2 separate regions of the Mus musculus genome follow, and region 2 is linked to region 1. Evidence: chromatin contacts called from public promoter capture Hi-C data. All regions are on one chromosome and are shown on one strand. Each heading gives the region's core, a stretch centred on a gene start, on an enhancer-like site or on the middle of the called end of the contact. The rest is flanking DNA. Distances are from core to core; before and after follow the strand shown. Region 1 holds the start of Abra (actin-binding Rho activating protein). Region 2 holds the start of Rspo2 (R-spondin 2).

What was found. Promoter capture Hi-C pulls out the DNA fragments that hold promoters and counts their contacts.
Region 2: a contact with region 1 is called in a promoter capture Hi-C map of hippocampal neurons, with 2.3 times the contacts expected there. The contact joins the promoter of Rspo2 here to the promoter of Abra in region 1. A contact is called at or near these places in 2 of 39 promoter capture datasets (the C10 cell line and hippocampal neurons).

What each region holds. Positions count from the first base shown.
Region 1 is chr15:41,864,876-41,872,304 of GRCm38.p6, forward strand. Abra (actin-binding Rho activating protein) reads right to left here and starts at 4,845. Exons shown (of 2, transcript NM_175456.4): 1 at 4,144-4,845; 2 at 418-1,477. The coding sequence starts at 4,793. The coding sequence ends at 1,000.
Region 2 is chr15:43,165,688-43,173,040 of GRCm38.p6, forward strand. It overlaps Rspo2 (R-spondin 2), which reads right to left and starts at 5,131. Exons shown (of 6, transcript NM_001357956.1): 1 at 4,685-5,131; 2 at 4,044-4,308. The coding sequence starts at 4,137.

The sequences.
Region 1 (7,429 bases), core at 3,595-6,094:
TATGACATTTTCTTTATTAGAACAGGAAAGAAATATGTCCCAGGTTTTAAATTAAATGATTCTATGAGCTTTTGCTCCATTGAATATTCGTTTCACAGAGTTTCTGTATTTCTTGTTCATTTATTAGCATAATGTAAACAGTATTACCCAGTAAGACTTTCAGCAAAAATCAAACCTGCTCATGAACTCCACAAAGACAAGTCTGACCCTCCCACCAGTGTCCCACTGTCCTAGTGTGTACCGTCTTTGTGGGTCATGAGGCCACTGATAGCATTTGTTTTTGCAGGACTTGTTCACATCTGAATGAGGAAAGCTGATTAAAGGAACCTGGCTGTAATCAAACCACACAGAGGAGCTTCAACATCTTGAATTCTAACTTTGTTTACCCACCAAAGGTGCTGTGATTTTTTTTTTTTTCAAAAGAGTGGAGAATATTCTCAGAAATAGAGTACTTCCTGGGCAGGCATGAGCCCTACCACTTTAACAAAGTGGAAATGATTGCATGTAAGCCTGCTGTCCCAGCACTACAGAGGATGAGCTGACATAACGGTTTGAAGTCATCCTTCGTTAAATAGAGTTGGAGGCCATTCTGAGCTGGTGAGGATTTTTTTAGGCCAAACTTCCAATTTTATTCAGCTTAATGGAATTTTTTCCCCTAAAATATTACATTGCGATGTTGTCCTACTTTATCTAAGGTCAGTTTTCTTACCTGTAATGTGTACTTTTCAATTTATAATAATTTTATCAATGAAGGCCAGAAATTTTTGCTTAAAAAGGTAAGTGGAATTCCAAATATCAATATACTATGTTTGATAGTCTTAATACATTCTTCCAAAAAGTCGAGTGTCTTCGTCAAAATCTTCACATAGTAACCTCATAGAAACAGTACCAAAAGCCATTTATATAAAATCATTTAATATTGATAACATTGCAGAGCAGCTTGCCTTGGAGCTTGTAACACATTACTATTTATCAGCGGTGAGTGGATTTGTTGCGGGCTTACTCAAGGAGAGTAATCACAACATGGTCGTCTCGGCCTTGCCATAGCATCTCTCCTTCAAAGTGCACCAGTCCGTGTTTCCTGGCACGCATGAGGATGCCCACGACTTTATCAGAAATTCGAACATAGCGATCAAAGAGTTCTCCGAAAGTAACCTGGATCTTGCCATCTCGTCTGTGGCGAGCCATTGTGCGGATAACAAAGCACAGTTCCATAATTTCCCGATAGATGTGCTCTTCCGCTCGCTTGGCCCTTTCAGCTGTCTTGCTTCCCTCTTTGGGGCGGCCATAGCCCTCGTCTCCCTTGTGGAGCCGAGTGGACATGGCTAGATCATAGTCAAATTCGTCACTGAAGGGATTGAGCTTCTGGGACTGGACGTGTTCATCGGCCCACTGCTGCCACCTCCCTTTCAAGTTGTCCACTTGGCTGTATTTCCGATGGGCCTTACAGTTGAGTGTCTCAGAGTACCTGTTTGCCCTAGCGGAGAGAAGTGGAGAAGCAAAGTGAATACATGAAGCAAGTGCCGGACCCCGTGTACTTCCCATGTGTAGTCTCTGTCGTGGTATATGTCACAACTTTCTTTATCAATAACAATGATGGATTAGCCACTAGTGATATTAAACTCAAGCTTTAAAAAACAAAACACAAAACCTTCCTTACATAGAGTGTGAGGCCATCTACTAAAACGTTGCATGTCAAACATTCTTGAACTAGAATCAGTTCTTAGAGGGTTTCTGATAAGAGCTATTTCCCAAACATGCATTTGGTACTGCTATACAGATTGGAGTAGTTCTACATAGAATTCCATATTTATTTAGGTTTTGTCTGTTTGTTTTTATGAAAGCCTGTTTACACTAGGGTCAATGATGAACACACATTTTTTAAAGTAATGGGTTGCACAGGTAGAAGACCAAAAACATTTATTGAACACTATTTGGCTGGCATTTTTCTAAATACTTATTATTCTCCGCAATCTTTAAAAATGGATATTTCAGCTGTGTAGATGAAGAAACTGAAGCCAGGAAGACACAGGAGCACCCTAAAGACACAGAACTGTAAGCAGTAGGCTAAGACTGGACTTTGAAGCCAAGTTAAGCCGTCAGGATGTAACTTAAAAAAAAAATACTGCTTCCTCTAAAACAGAGGGAGGAGTCCATCTTCACAAAGCACCCAACTTTATCTCCAGAGCGTTAAGTAGCCTCACATCTGGAAGCTTTGGACTTGAAGGTGTAACGAGCCATTCCAGCACTGTCCCCATGGGTGGCATGGCAGGGCCCTATGAGCACTCATAAGTCACTGTTCTAAGCCCGAGAGTGGGCCAGGCTTATCTGTCAAGGTACAAACTTCTAAATTCTCCATGACAAATGGGCTCAGGAGACAAAGGGCTCAGTGAATCACACAGCAACTGCTTACTTAACTGCTTCTAAAGCATTTCAGTCTCTGTCCCTGGGGTCATGAGCTCTGTCCTATCAGAATAGCCTGAGTTTGTGGACTTCTTATGTCATCACAGTGCCAGGGCGCAAGTGTTTGCTGTAAGGAAGACACACACAAGCAGCCCACACACACAAATAGCCCATCAAACACAGACACCAAACCTATATACGGTTTAGATGCACCCTCGAAAGTTATTTTCAAGGAAATAACATCCACCAGATGGCGAAATTTCATTAATTCCCATGTTCAGAAAATCCTCTTAAGTCCTCTCGCTGTTAGGCTAGAATGGGAAGGGAATGAGGGTTTTTGTTTGTTTGGTTGGTTTTCTTTTTCTTTTCTTTTCTTTTTTTTTTTTCCTAGCCAGAGGGAGATAAACATGCAGCAAGGTTAACTGGGGAGATCCCCATACAGTACAAGTTTATCTCAATTTCTTAAGCTTGAGCAGTCTCTAGAAAATGTCCTTCACCTGAATGGCAGCTTCAGTGGGTCAAGAGGTCTTAAGAAGGAATTTCCCAGTACATGTTTGGGATGTACCGGTATGAAGGGAGATGGTTGTGACCCCCACAGTCAGTGCCCAGTTGTCTTTGTGGCTAAAGAACCCCAGCTCCTCATTCCACTATGCTCAGAAATGCTGGTTATTGGCACTGCCCAGGGACTGTCACTAATTTAACTAATCAATGTGTGTGTGTGTGTGTGTGTGTGTGTGTGTGTGTAAGGGGGGGGTGTCACATGTCAAGACTACTATCTAAATTGCAGCACCATCATTGCTGAACAATTATGACCTTTATTCTCCTTTCTAACAAGCTTGAGACCCAGGCCTCTGATTCTTTTTACAAATTGGTAACTATTCCCAAGTCCAAGGAAAGCATTCTTTTCATTGGAATGGGGGGAAGGGAGTGGGAGTAAGTATCAAGCTAGGTTGGAGAGATAGTTAAGAGTTCTTGCAATGCCAACATGAGGACCTGAGGTTGAATCCCCAGACCCCACATAAAAATAAAAATAAAAATATGGCCAACGTTTATAGAAGCCCAGCACTGAAAAGCAGACAGACATCCTGGTCAGCCAGGTGAGGCAAAATGGCAAACCTCAGGTTTAGTGAGATACTTGTCTTGTATATGAGAGGTGAATGACAGAATGTACACGTGCATGCACAAATGCATACACACACTCATGTGCACACACACAGAAAAGTAAAAGGCCATGTTTTTTTGTTTTTTATTTTTTTCTCTTTGTTTTAAAGCCCCTTAAGCCCTGCACTTTAGAGGTTACCAAGATCAATAAAACTGACATCTTGCTTTATGCTAAGGGAATTCGAGTAGCATGGGGATTATAAAACAAGCTCTAGTTCCGGAAACCTTTCCAGCTGCCTCGGTGTTCATGTGACTTTCGTGTGTCTTAGTGTCTCAGTGTCTCATTTTCTAAGCTTATATGCATTTCTACTACACCAAGAAGGTGGTCCATGTACAAGTCTAATTCAGGAAGCCTGAGAAGAGTGCTGACAGCAATTCCCACTTGTAGGTAAATCAGTGATGGCATGGACCAGAAGAGCCACAGCCGAAGTTAGTTAGCACTGTTCTTTCAGGTCAGGGATGTGCTACCCAAAAGAACCCACTCTAACTGGCAATTTATCGTCTGCCCTCTATACTTTTAGTATTAGTTGGAACTCCTTGTGATTGAGGCATAAGGAGTAGAAGGATGTATTCACTTACTGGGAGAGCAAGGGGCGTTTGATCCTGGCAGGAGCCACAGGCGCTGCATCTTGCTCAGGCCTCTCCTCCATATCCCCTCCGTAGCCACTGTCCTCTGTGTCTACGCTGTCACTCTTCCACGTGGGCTCTTCCTGTTCCATCACTTTCCAGCCTTTGGTCAGCTCAGACACCAGGTTGGTGCATTTTCTTCTCCGTGTTGGCGAGTCGTGACTAAGAAGGATTCTGTCAATGTCATTCTCTGGCTGAATAGCTTCAGACACGCCGCCATCATTCTCATACCTGTGGCTCAGGTAGTTCACATCTCCTCCCCTCTCATAAGCCTTGCTGACAACCGTTCTGGTCACCTCTTTCCTTTTAATGTGGGAGACCTCGGTGGCTTCTTCTGAGTGTTGTCCCTCTCCGTCTCGATCTGGCTTTGGAGACAGAGTTTTGGGGGCATGCTGGTAAGGACCGGCTTCTTTAGGAGCGTTAGGTAGGTCATGAGTTGCTCCCGGCAGCCAGCCTGCAGGCTCCTGGGCCTGTTTGGTACTGTTCTCATTCGCCCACTGCTGCCAACCTCGGGCCAAATTGATAACCAGGGTTGCTGTGCGGACCTTCCGGAGGGCACTCTTGGCCGGCCCCGCCTCCCTTTCCCTTTCTCCTGGAGCCATGCTACCTGTTTCTTCTCTGCTGACAGCCTGGGCACCAGCTAAAGGGGAATGTGGTTGAGAGAGATGCCTGGGATTTAAATAGAAGCAGGGTGTGAGTGGGAAGGAGAGCCTGTGACGGTGGAAACTATGCAAAGTATTTCTTGCCAAGATGTGGTGCCATGGCCCTGACGGTGTTCTGTTTTTAAACCCTGACAAGTCCCATTTCATCACAGCAGAGGGACATTTCTGGTGGCAAAGGACACGGATATGTTCCCTCCTCTCTCCTCCAAGTGCCAGAGTGGAAAGCACTAGATTGAATCATGTGCTCAGCTTTATGTTTTCCTTGACCTTAAAATATGATCCAACCATTTAGAGGAGTGTACAGTTAGTGCTCAGATTGTCCTAGACTGTTCAGGGCTTGTTGTCTCAGTTAAATCTCGGTAGCCCTCAATACAGCTGTTATTTGGTCTCCTTTAATAGCAGAGTGAAAAGGTATCTTACTCCCTGCAGATAATAATATATGAGATTAAAATCATGAGAGGTTCGAAGCTGGAGCTTCCTTTTAATCTATAACAATTAGAAACAAATTATAGAAGACTGTCTGCTCAGATCTTCATTTTCCAGATGGAAGTATTGACACCCAGAGGAAAATGAGGTCTAAATGTTGAAAGGCTTACTATTGTTGACATCCTATTAATATACATTAGCATGATATATATATTAATATTAAGACAGTAAACTCTTCTAATGACATAAAATTAAATTTTACTTTTATGTATTTTAGAAATTATGACTAAAATAATCTCTTAAAATATCAAAATGGTTAAATCCATATAATGACAAAATAATGGCTGTTATCTGAAGCATGCACTATTGAATTTTATTTTATTTTATTTTATTTTATTTTATTTTATTTTATTTTAGACAAAGTCTCCTTATGTACCCCTACCTGGCCTGGAACTTGCTATGTAGAACAAGTTTTCTTCAACTTCCCAGAGATCCACCTGCTTCTGCCCACTGTGTGCTAGACTTAAAGGCATGCACCACCAATCTGGCTCCCACCTTGTCTGGATTTTAACAATTAACTATTAGTTTAGTTCAGTTTTATCTTTTATCGTTGAGGTTGTAACATAATCACTCATTTTCTTCTCTCCCTACAAACCTCCCATATCTCTACATGCTCTCCTTCAAGTTTATGGCTTCTTTTTTCATCAGTTGTTGTTGTTGTTGTTGTTGTTGTTGTTGTTGTGTGTTTGCTAAATAAATAAGTGCAACCCTCTAGTCTATATAATGTTATTTAGATGAGGCTCTGATCATATACAAAACACTACAGGAAACTAAGGACTACTGGGAGCAGGAGAGATAGTCTTCCCCAAGGACAAGCTCAGCCATTGGTTGTCCAATACCAGATGGTCAGTCCTGAAGACAGATATTCCTCTTTGTTTTTAATAATAAAAACTTTGGTAGCAGGCAATGACATTTGTTTGAACATTCAGACATCAAGTAAATAAGTATTTTTAATAGAACTGAAAAGAGAAGTCATGTGACAGAGAAACAGCATCTATTCAGTGTATTAGACCAGATAAAAATGTGCAGGACTGGGCATTGAATGATGTCTTGAAGACAAATAGACCTTTGTTTTTCTTTTGCCACTGCTTTAGACTTTAAACTCTGTCCATTTCTACAAGTTTGACATACCATACGTTGGGAACTGTTACCTGTGAAGAGTATGAAAAATATAAAAGTTAATTTCTTCTGATAGACACATTCACTTCAAAAAAGAAGTGTAGTGTCATTTTTTTTCATCATGCCCGGGGAGTTAGACAATTTGGAAAATGTTTTAAAACTCTATCTAGAAATCTGTTAGGTGTGTTCTCTGAGTTCACCAGCATGTGATAACAATGGTACAGAGACAGGATCCCTCTTAAGTGGGAAATGGAATCACAAGGACCAAGGATTAATAAAAATAAATAAATCTCAGCTTATAATTCCTGGTCTTCCTTCCAAAAATGTAGACTCATTAAACACGGCTGGGTTCTAGTTGGATTCCACTCATCCCCCGGAAGGTCATGGTTAGGACAGGTCCCTCTGACACTCTCAGCCGCTCAGCCCGGGATCAGGTCCTTTTCCTCCTTGGAGACTGTTCCACTTTCCAGCTCAGTGTTGTTCAGCTTCCACCCTGACAGAGCAGAACTACAGACAGACATGTTACCAGGGCTTCATCAATTAGCAAGCATTGCAGTTGGCTGCCTGAGGCTTGAGACTGTCAGCAGACGGTCTTTCAGGGCCAGGGAGGAGCTCCTCAAGGTCTGTCTGTCCCTTTGACATTTGGCTTTGATGGCAACTGCAGCCCCTCAGGCATTTACAGAGGAGTTTACGACACTTTTCCTCTTCCTGTCAGACATTCCTACCCTTAAGTAACAATCTTTTGATTGCTTTAAAAAAATGTTAGCTTCATATTCTCTATCAAGGTCCAAGCTCCTAGAATTATATATTCTCCCATTAATTATGTGGTACAAAAAAATGAAAATAATAAGAAATGACAATGATTTGTATCAATACTAGTTCACAGTGAAAGGCTTGTGAAGTAACATTTAAAACTGTTGGTTGAGATGGAGGCCAGAAGTAAAGACTAGTTGAGAGACTTGCAGTAGGAG
Region 2 (7,353 bases), core at 3,881-6,380, 1.3 Mb after region 1:
TGGAAGAAATAAGCCATTATTAAAAAGTACTTATGGAAAACAAATACCTTTACATCTCTTCATTAAACTATAAATGACAAACTAATTTAGCTCTGTGCAGTTAAAGAGAAACTGTTTGTCTTTTTCTCCAACCTCAGCTTCCAGAAACACCACACCATTTGTGATAAACAAACCATTTTTGTAGAAGAAGCCAAAAGTAATTTTGTGAGCACAAGCGGTTATGGATGGAGGACTGCTGGAAGCCTCTGAGAGAAAAGGTTACAAGCAACAGCACTTGGAGTGCCACACCCACCAGCCACACCAGTTACAGGTCCGGAAGCCTGGTTGCTCTCAAGAGCTTCCTCAAGAAATCTCTTCTCTATGCACACCCCTGACTCTGCCATGGCCACCATAGTCCAAACTTGGAAAATTCTATGAAACCATAATAAAGTTATATTTTACATTTTCGATAATTAAGCTAAAAAACGTGGCTTATGATAAAGTAAGTAAATACAGCTAAACAAAAAACAACACCCATTTATGAATGCAGTTTACTCACAAGAACTCTAGACAGATAGTGGTGGTTAACAGTAGCTTGTAGGAACTGTTTTACTAAGTGAAGAGGAAGGGGCTAACAACTGTGAGCAGTTACCATGGAGACGAAACATGAGTTGCCAATCAGTCTCCCCAAATATCAGCATGTGTGTCCCTTCTACAAGGATAGGCATTCTTACCACTGTGTTTGTGCCTAATTAATAAAATTGTTTCAGCTGGGCCCTATTAGGGACCATTAAATGCACTTTTATGAAATAAAGGGAGAAAGCTCAGCCGAAGTCTATGACGGTCTTCATGAGATAGTTTTGCCCGAAAGTTGACGAGGTTGAAATTTTATTTTCTCAATCCTCTGGTTATCTTTGGAATAAAACGTGGGGCTAAAGGATACATTTGCTCTCTATTTCAGACTGGATGCAATTGATTTTAACTGACTAAATGATCTGATCTCTGCCAAGGATTTTATTTCATTAAGAAAATGATATTAAGGAGCATCTGAGATCATGGAGCAGACTAAACATAATGCCAAAGAAGTTCTGAGAATATGCCACAGTGAAGGTTTGATTATTTGCAGATGGAATAAAAAAAAAAAAGAAAAGAAAAAAAGAAAATCAGGTCCCAGGGGCAAGCCTAACCAATCCTGGTGCCATTGCTGCCTGCCTGCATCAGAGCACAAAGCCAAGGAAATAACTCATCTTTTATGCTACAGCACCTTTTTTTTTTTAAAGTAGTAATCACTTTTTTCCTAGAAGGTAATATTTAACTGCCACTATACAAAACAAAGGAGCAAGGGGAAATGTTGATACCACAATAGGCTCTAACATGTCAACTGTCAGTATTGACACGATTTGGCTGGTAGACAGGCATTCACAAAAAAAAAAAAAAAAAAAAAAAAAAAAAAAAGAAAGAAAGAAAAAGAAAAAAAGAAAGAAAGAAAGAAAAAACACCAAACCTTAATTTAAATCAATCTCCTTTGGAAAAGCCAATTGTTTGGTATGCACAACAATTGGTATAGGATCAATCAGTGGACATGAGATCAATTAAAAGCAGCTTAAGTTTGTGAGGAGGGACAATTCACACAACTTGAGTTAGATCTCTATTCATTTCAATATGCTCACAATACAGTCCCTTAAGCTTCCTTGCAGGGCAGAAAAGCTACTATGACCCTGCGCTGTCTAGCCAGTCCTTTAAGTAGTTCCACTTTTAATTAAAAACACAGTGCACCCTTTGTTGGCACAGATAGTATGGTCACTTTAAAAACTGTAGTTATTTCAGGCATAAACTTGGGATTCAGGAAGAGACATCTGTTGAGGGAGAGAAAGCCAGAAACATACTTTGATAGACACTTTTTGAAACAGCCATACCCATTGACATGTACATGAAAGCCTTCAAACTTTAGGAAATGACAAGGTTGCTCTGGCACACATTACCCCTGCACACTTTCTAAGTGGGTTTTTAAATGTCAGAGCTTGGGACTATAGATGGCAATAGCTGCAAGAGATTTTTTTCGAAAGCAAGCTCTGAAAACAAAATAGGATGTGATTCAGACACGCAAGAAGGAAAGCACAGGCACAGAGCCTGGGAGATGGCCCTACAGGAGAAATAAAGGCATGCAGTATCGCTCCTGGCCGCAGGAGTGCTGTGATACCATTCTCCACTCAGCAGCATCTCCACACTGTATCTCAGACAATGCCCCTAATTCTTCTGCACGCAAGCACAGGGGCCAGCAGTGGGAATCAGAAGTCCAAGTCATGTAATAGTCAGGAATGTGCTAAGGAGTTTTAGGTACTTCTGTATTTTGCAAACTTTATGAGCTTTTGTATTTTCAACAAAATTGATTTCAGTTCCAGTTTTTTTTTAAAGCAGACATAGCTTCTCCAAACACTGCAGACCACAATATAATAATAATAATAATAATAATAATAATAATAATAATAATAATAGTAATAATGATATAAGTATTGCCACATCTGCCAAACAACACCTGAAAACATAATGGCATGGAGAAAGGGTCCTGTTGGAAGAGGTGAGAAGAGATAAAGAGTCACTTTTCAAAGTTGGGTAGCAACATCAAACTCTCCCAGCTTTTGAAGAGGACTTTCTCCATGATGTTTTATATGTAGTAACCTCTGAAATAAAGAAACATTCCTCAAATGTCAGAAATGATGCAGAAAAAAAAAAAAGACTGGGGTGGATATATGTGTTCTTTATAATAAGCCAGAGACATGTAGCAAATTAAAAAACACTAGTTCGTTGATTGTCACACACCATGGATGACGTGAAGTTTTGCTCTGGAATAGGCCAAGCTCTTCAGCTCATGAGGAAAGCTTAATGCCCCCTCAAAATGTCAACAACAGCACTGATCCCTCCAAAACTAGCTTCAGGGCCAGAGTCTTTATCCCATCAGAGTCGTTTATAGCCTGGAAAAACAAAGCCAAGGTCTCCAAGCCTCATGACAAACTCTATCAGTGTAAAAAGACCAAATTGGTGGTCAGACAACTGACTCTCCTCAGGTGCTAACAAAGGGCCCTGTGCTAGTACTTCAACGCTATGTCTGTGTGATGCTGTACGTGTTTACGTCGCTACAGAAAACTTCATTGTGTCTGGCTCAAAAAATGCCCTTGGTTTAGCTGCCCCTCCCCAGTAAGACTGGAAGACAGGAGTCCAGAAATATGTGCACACTAAAGTTGAATTCTCTGAAATCTTTCTGGAGGCTTCCATCTGCCTTCACCCTTCACACAAGTGATGGATGGAGAAGCTAGCATTTAAAAAGACTCACATGAATCTCATTGAGTACAAAACCCTTCCCAGAAACTGCCGCTTTTGAGAAAACAAACAGGGCAATGTGGGCTTATTTGTAACAAACATTCACGCTGTAGGGGAGAACTCCCTGAGAAAGCCAGAGTAGGAGTCGCTACTTAATTCATTAAATTCCCATCTCTGCTAGGGTTCCGGAAAAGTGGAACAGTGTAGCTTTTTTTTTTCTCCGCAACTCAGGTTCTCCCATGCAACTTGACATTTCTCCCCAACAACACCCCCTCCACACACACACACACACACACACACACACGCCAGACCATGTCTAAAATTATCTGGAGCAGGATTTAGGGCACACGTGGGTCGGGAAATTAAAGACACTTGGACTTCAAGGAAGATGATTAAGAAGACAAAAGGAGAAAACTAGAAAAATGGTGCCACATAAGAAATGTGATCCAAAGAAGAGTTCAGGAGAGGTGGCACAGACTGTGAACCACATGATAAATCCCTGGGCGCTTGCGGGAGGGAAGCCCAGCACATCAAGCTCCCAATGCTTCTAAGGTCCCATCGCACCCACTAGGGACAGAAGGAAGCTTTCTGTGGAGTTCTGTGACCCTGAGAATGGTCAGTGGTAGCCCACACAAAAACTGGGGTGCAGAGCACAGTCCTGTCCCTCGAGTCCCTAAAGCCTAAATGTGAATAAGCACTCCCACCCACTCAGGAACTCCACGCACCTTCAGCCGAGCGCGACCCACCTCGCTTATTGCGTCTCCATCGGTTGCCTTGGCACTGGCTGTAATCCATACAGTTCAGAATGATGAGGGCAAATGAGAAGAGGCAAAAACGCATCTGGACGGTCGGGCTGGGGAGAGACACCTCTCAAAAGTCGAGGAAATGACGGGCTCCTGGAAGGAGACAGTGCGGGTCGCGCTCCTAGGGAGGACTTAGAGACAGATGTCACTGCCCTGCGGCTGCAATGATCAATTTGGCTCGATGAGCATCTCTCCCTCCACGGTGAACCTGGGAGAGGAGGAAAAGAGAAGCTGGGTGGGTGGAGGACTGAGAGAACCCGGAGGAGGTACCTGCACCTTCGCGCCTCTTAGTTTAAAGAAAGGAGGGAGGGAGGACGCGAACTCACTGGCACGATCCACGCAGCAGTTTAACGCAGATGGCACAGCTGCAGGAGACTTGGAGAGGAAGGTGATTACAATCAGTGAATTAGCAACCTCTGCGGAGCACTGCCTTCTGACCCTGGAGAAAGGGCGTTGTGCGAGCTCTGCAGAAGGAAAGGCGCTCTAGAAGCAGCCGAGCGCAGGGCTTTCAAGGGGCGCTCTGAAGCCTTTCGCTCCCCGGATGGGCTATCCCAGCGCCCCAGCACCAGGTGTAGATCGCCTACCGTGCGCTCGCGTCTCTCGGGCTGCACGGCGTGCCTAGGCGCGGCGCTCCATGCCAGGCTCTGGAAGCGAGCCGGGCTGTTTGGTCAGCACGTGGGCTCGGAAAAAGTTTGCGGACACCCGCCGGGAGCTCTTGGCAGCTTTAGGATTCCGCCGGCTGCAGAAGGGTCCGCGGACCCCGAGGGTCCTCGGGGCTGGCGGCGCCTAGCAAAAGCGCGCGGCCGGGCAAGCGCGACCGCAGGCGCTGAGATGCTGGGTCTCCGCCTGCGAGAGCGATTCCTAGTCGAGGGGCGCGTCCACTCTCTTCTTGGTGTCCGGGTCCAGTCGCTGCTCCCAGGGCTCTCTCCACCACCACTTCGCAGCTGAAGTTTCTCGCTGCCTGAGCTAAGGGAGACAGAACACTGCCCGGAGGCCGAAGGGATGTAGCCAGCGCACTTTCCGATGGAGATGCAGACAAGCTAAGGCTCGGGATGCTTCTATAAGTAGGTGGTGCTGTGGTCCAAGACATCTAAAGCCAGGCTGCCTCAGAGTTCCTGGGTCCTAAAGCCAGAAACGCTCGGGTTTCCCTGAGGTCCTAAAGAGTACTGACGGCATGCAGAGAGCTTCGTGTAAGAAAAATAATGCTCACCCGGCTTTCCCAGAGGGATGGTCTAAACTGAAGAGCACCTAGGGTGAGCGATATGGCCTGCCCTTGCTGTTCACACCCAAGGTGTCCTCTCGGGAACAATGGAGTCGATTCCCACCTCACCAATTAGCCTTTCTCCAGAAGAATTTGATGGGGAACTGAAGGTACCTTCTACTTTCCTCCTGAGTGCCAGGATGAGACTGCTGCTTCTGAAAAAACACTTCAGCCTTTAAAAAAAAAAAAAAAACAAGAAGACAAACCTCTGCCCTTTTCCCAAAATTTAAATCCTAGCCCTGCTCTGAAGGCAGACGTCCCCAGAAATTGAAACGCATGCTCAGTTTAAGGAGTAAGTTTAGTATTTCCCATTGCCTTTACCTTTCCACACAGCTGTTTTTTTTCCTTTACTTTATTTTTTTCCCAACAGATTTCACAAACATATGTGATACTTTGCAATACTCAAAAAATTGGGAGCTTTCTTCTTCAGAAATCGAATGTTTACCACTAGTTTGTTTTGTTCTTAATCTTTACCCCTCCTTTGTTTCCCAAGGTCTGAATTAAACTTCAAATGCCCTGAGTTGGAGAACTACTTACTATATCACTCATTAAAAACATTAGGTGCTACCAATTTTAATCTAGTGAAATCGTCTGCCATACATTCACTGCTATTGGGAATAATGTATTTCCTCTTTGAACAGAAGATAAGAATCTATAATGTTAGACTTGGCAATATAGGGAAATAATGTATGTCTTCTTTGAGCAAAAGATAAGAATCTATAATATTAGACGTGGCAATATAGACGTCTCTTTAAATGTGTTACTAGGCACGTTGTTACTGTAGCTTTTTAGTGGCTGTTGGTTGGTTTTATTTTTGAGATTGGGTTGTAGCCCAGGCCAACCTGGAACTCATCCTAGTAAGGCTGACCTAGAATTCCCAATCCCTCTGCCTCCACCACCTAAGAGCTAGGATTACAAACACATGCCCAGCCCAGGCTCCTTAATAACATTTTGTACTATTTCAATTCTCCCTTTTGTTCCTTCAGTTTCTGCATGGGCTCAGAAATTTGAACTGAAGAATCATATAGAAGTAATGGGGGCTTTAATAGCCATGTTTATTAATCACTCCACTATTTGGCTGTGATATTTCTGTTCTAGGAATTGGGGTCCCTGAGAACGACTAAGTGAGCCAGAGTTGAAGTTACTGGTGCCGTTTCCTTGATAAGAAAATTGAGCCATGAGACTTGCCCACAGGGTGCAAACTTCTGACAGGACACTTGGAAGCAGTTACTTTGACCCAGCTTCTCAAATCCTCAACTTTTATTTAAAAAAATATATATTTAGTGTGTGTGTGTTTGTGTGTGTGTGTGTGTGTGTGTGTGTGTGTTGGTGTTTTGCCTGCGTGTGTGCAAGTATGTTGCATGTGTTCCTGGTCCCTTTCAAGGCCACAAGAGGGTGTCAGATCTCCAGGGAATAGACTTACAGACCGTTGTCAGTGGACATGTGGATGCTGGGAATTGAACCCTCAGTCCTCTGGAAGAGCACACAGTGTTCTTAACTGTTGACATTTTATCACAAAATTTGGAAATGACTGGAAACAACTCAGCATAGGCTATTCTCTCTCCAGCTTGATAAGCAGCACTCTCTCCTCTCACCCAGTGTGCTGTCCTATAAGGATGAAATTCAAGAGGAAAGAAAACGCTTCCCTAAATAAGCTTCTCGGTTCCTGCATAGCTCTGAACACACTTAAGAGTGATGCATTTATCAGCAACCATTCAAATGAGCACAAACACAAGGGTATGTCGCACTACTTCACTGGGTTACTTTGCACAGTTATCTGGATCTCCACTTCTATGGCAGTAGTTTCAGGAAATTAGATCAAGTTCCCTTTCACCTCTTCTACCTAAAATCCATCTTTTAGGAATTTGCCATGGGGTCTAAGGTGTCTGAGAGCAAAGTCATCAGTGAATAGATTGGATTTATGGGCTGCTTATCCCCCAATACTTCAGAATGTCGCTCCTTTGAGTTGCCCTGTCTTAACCTGAAATATTT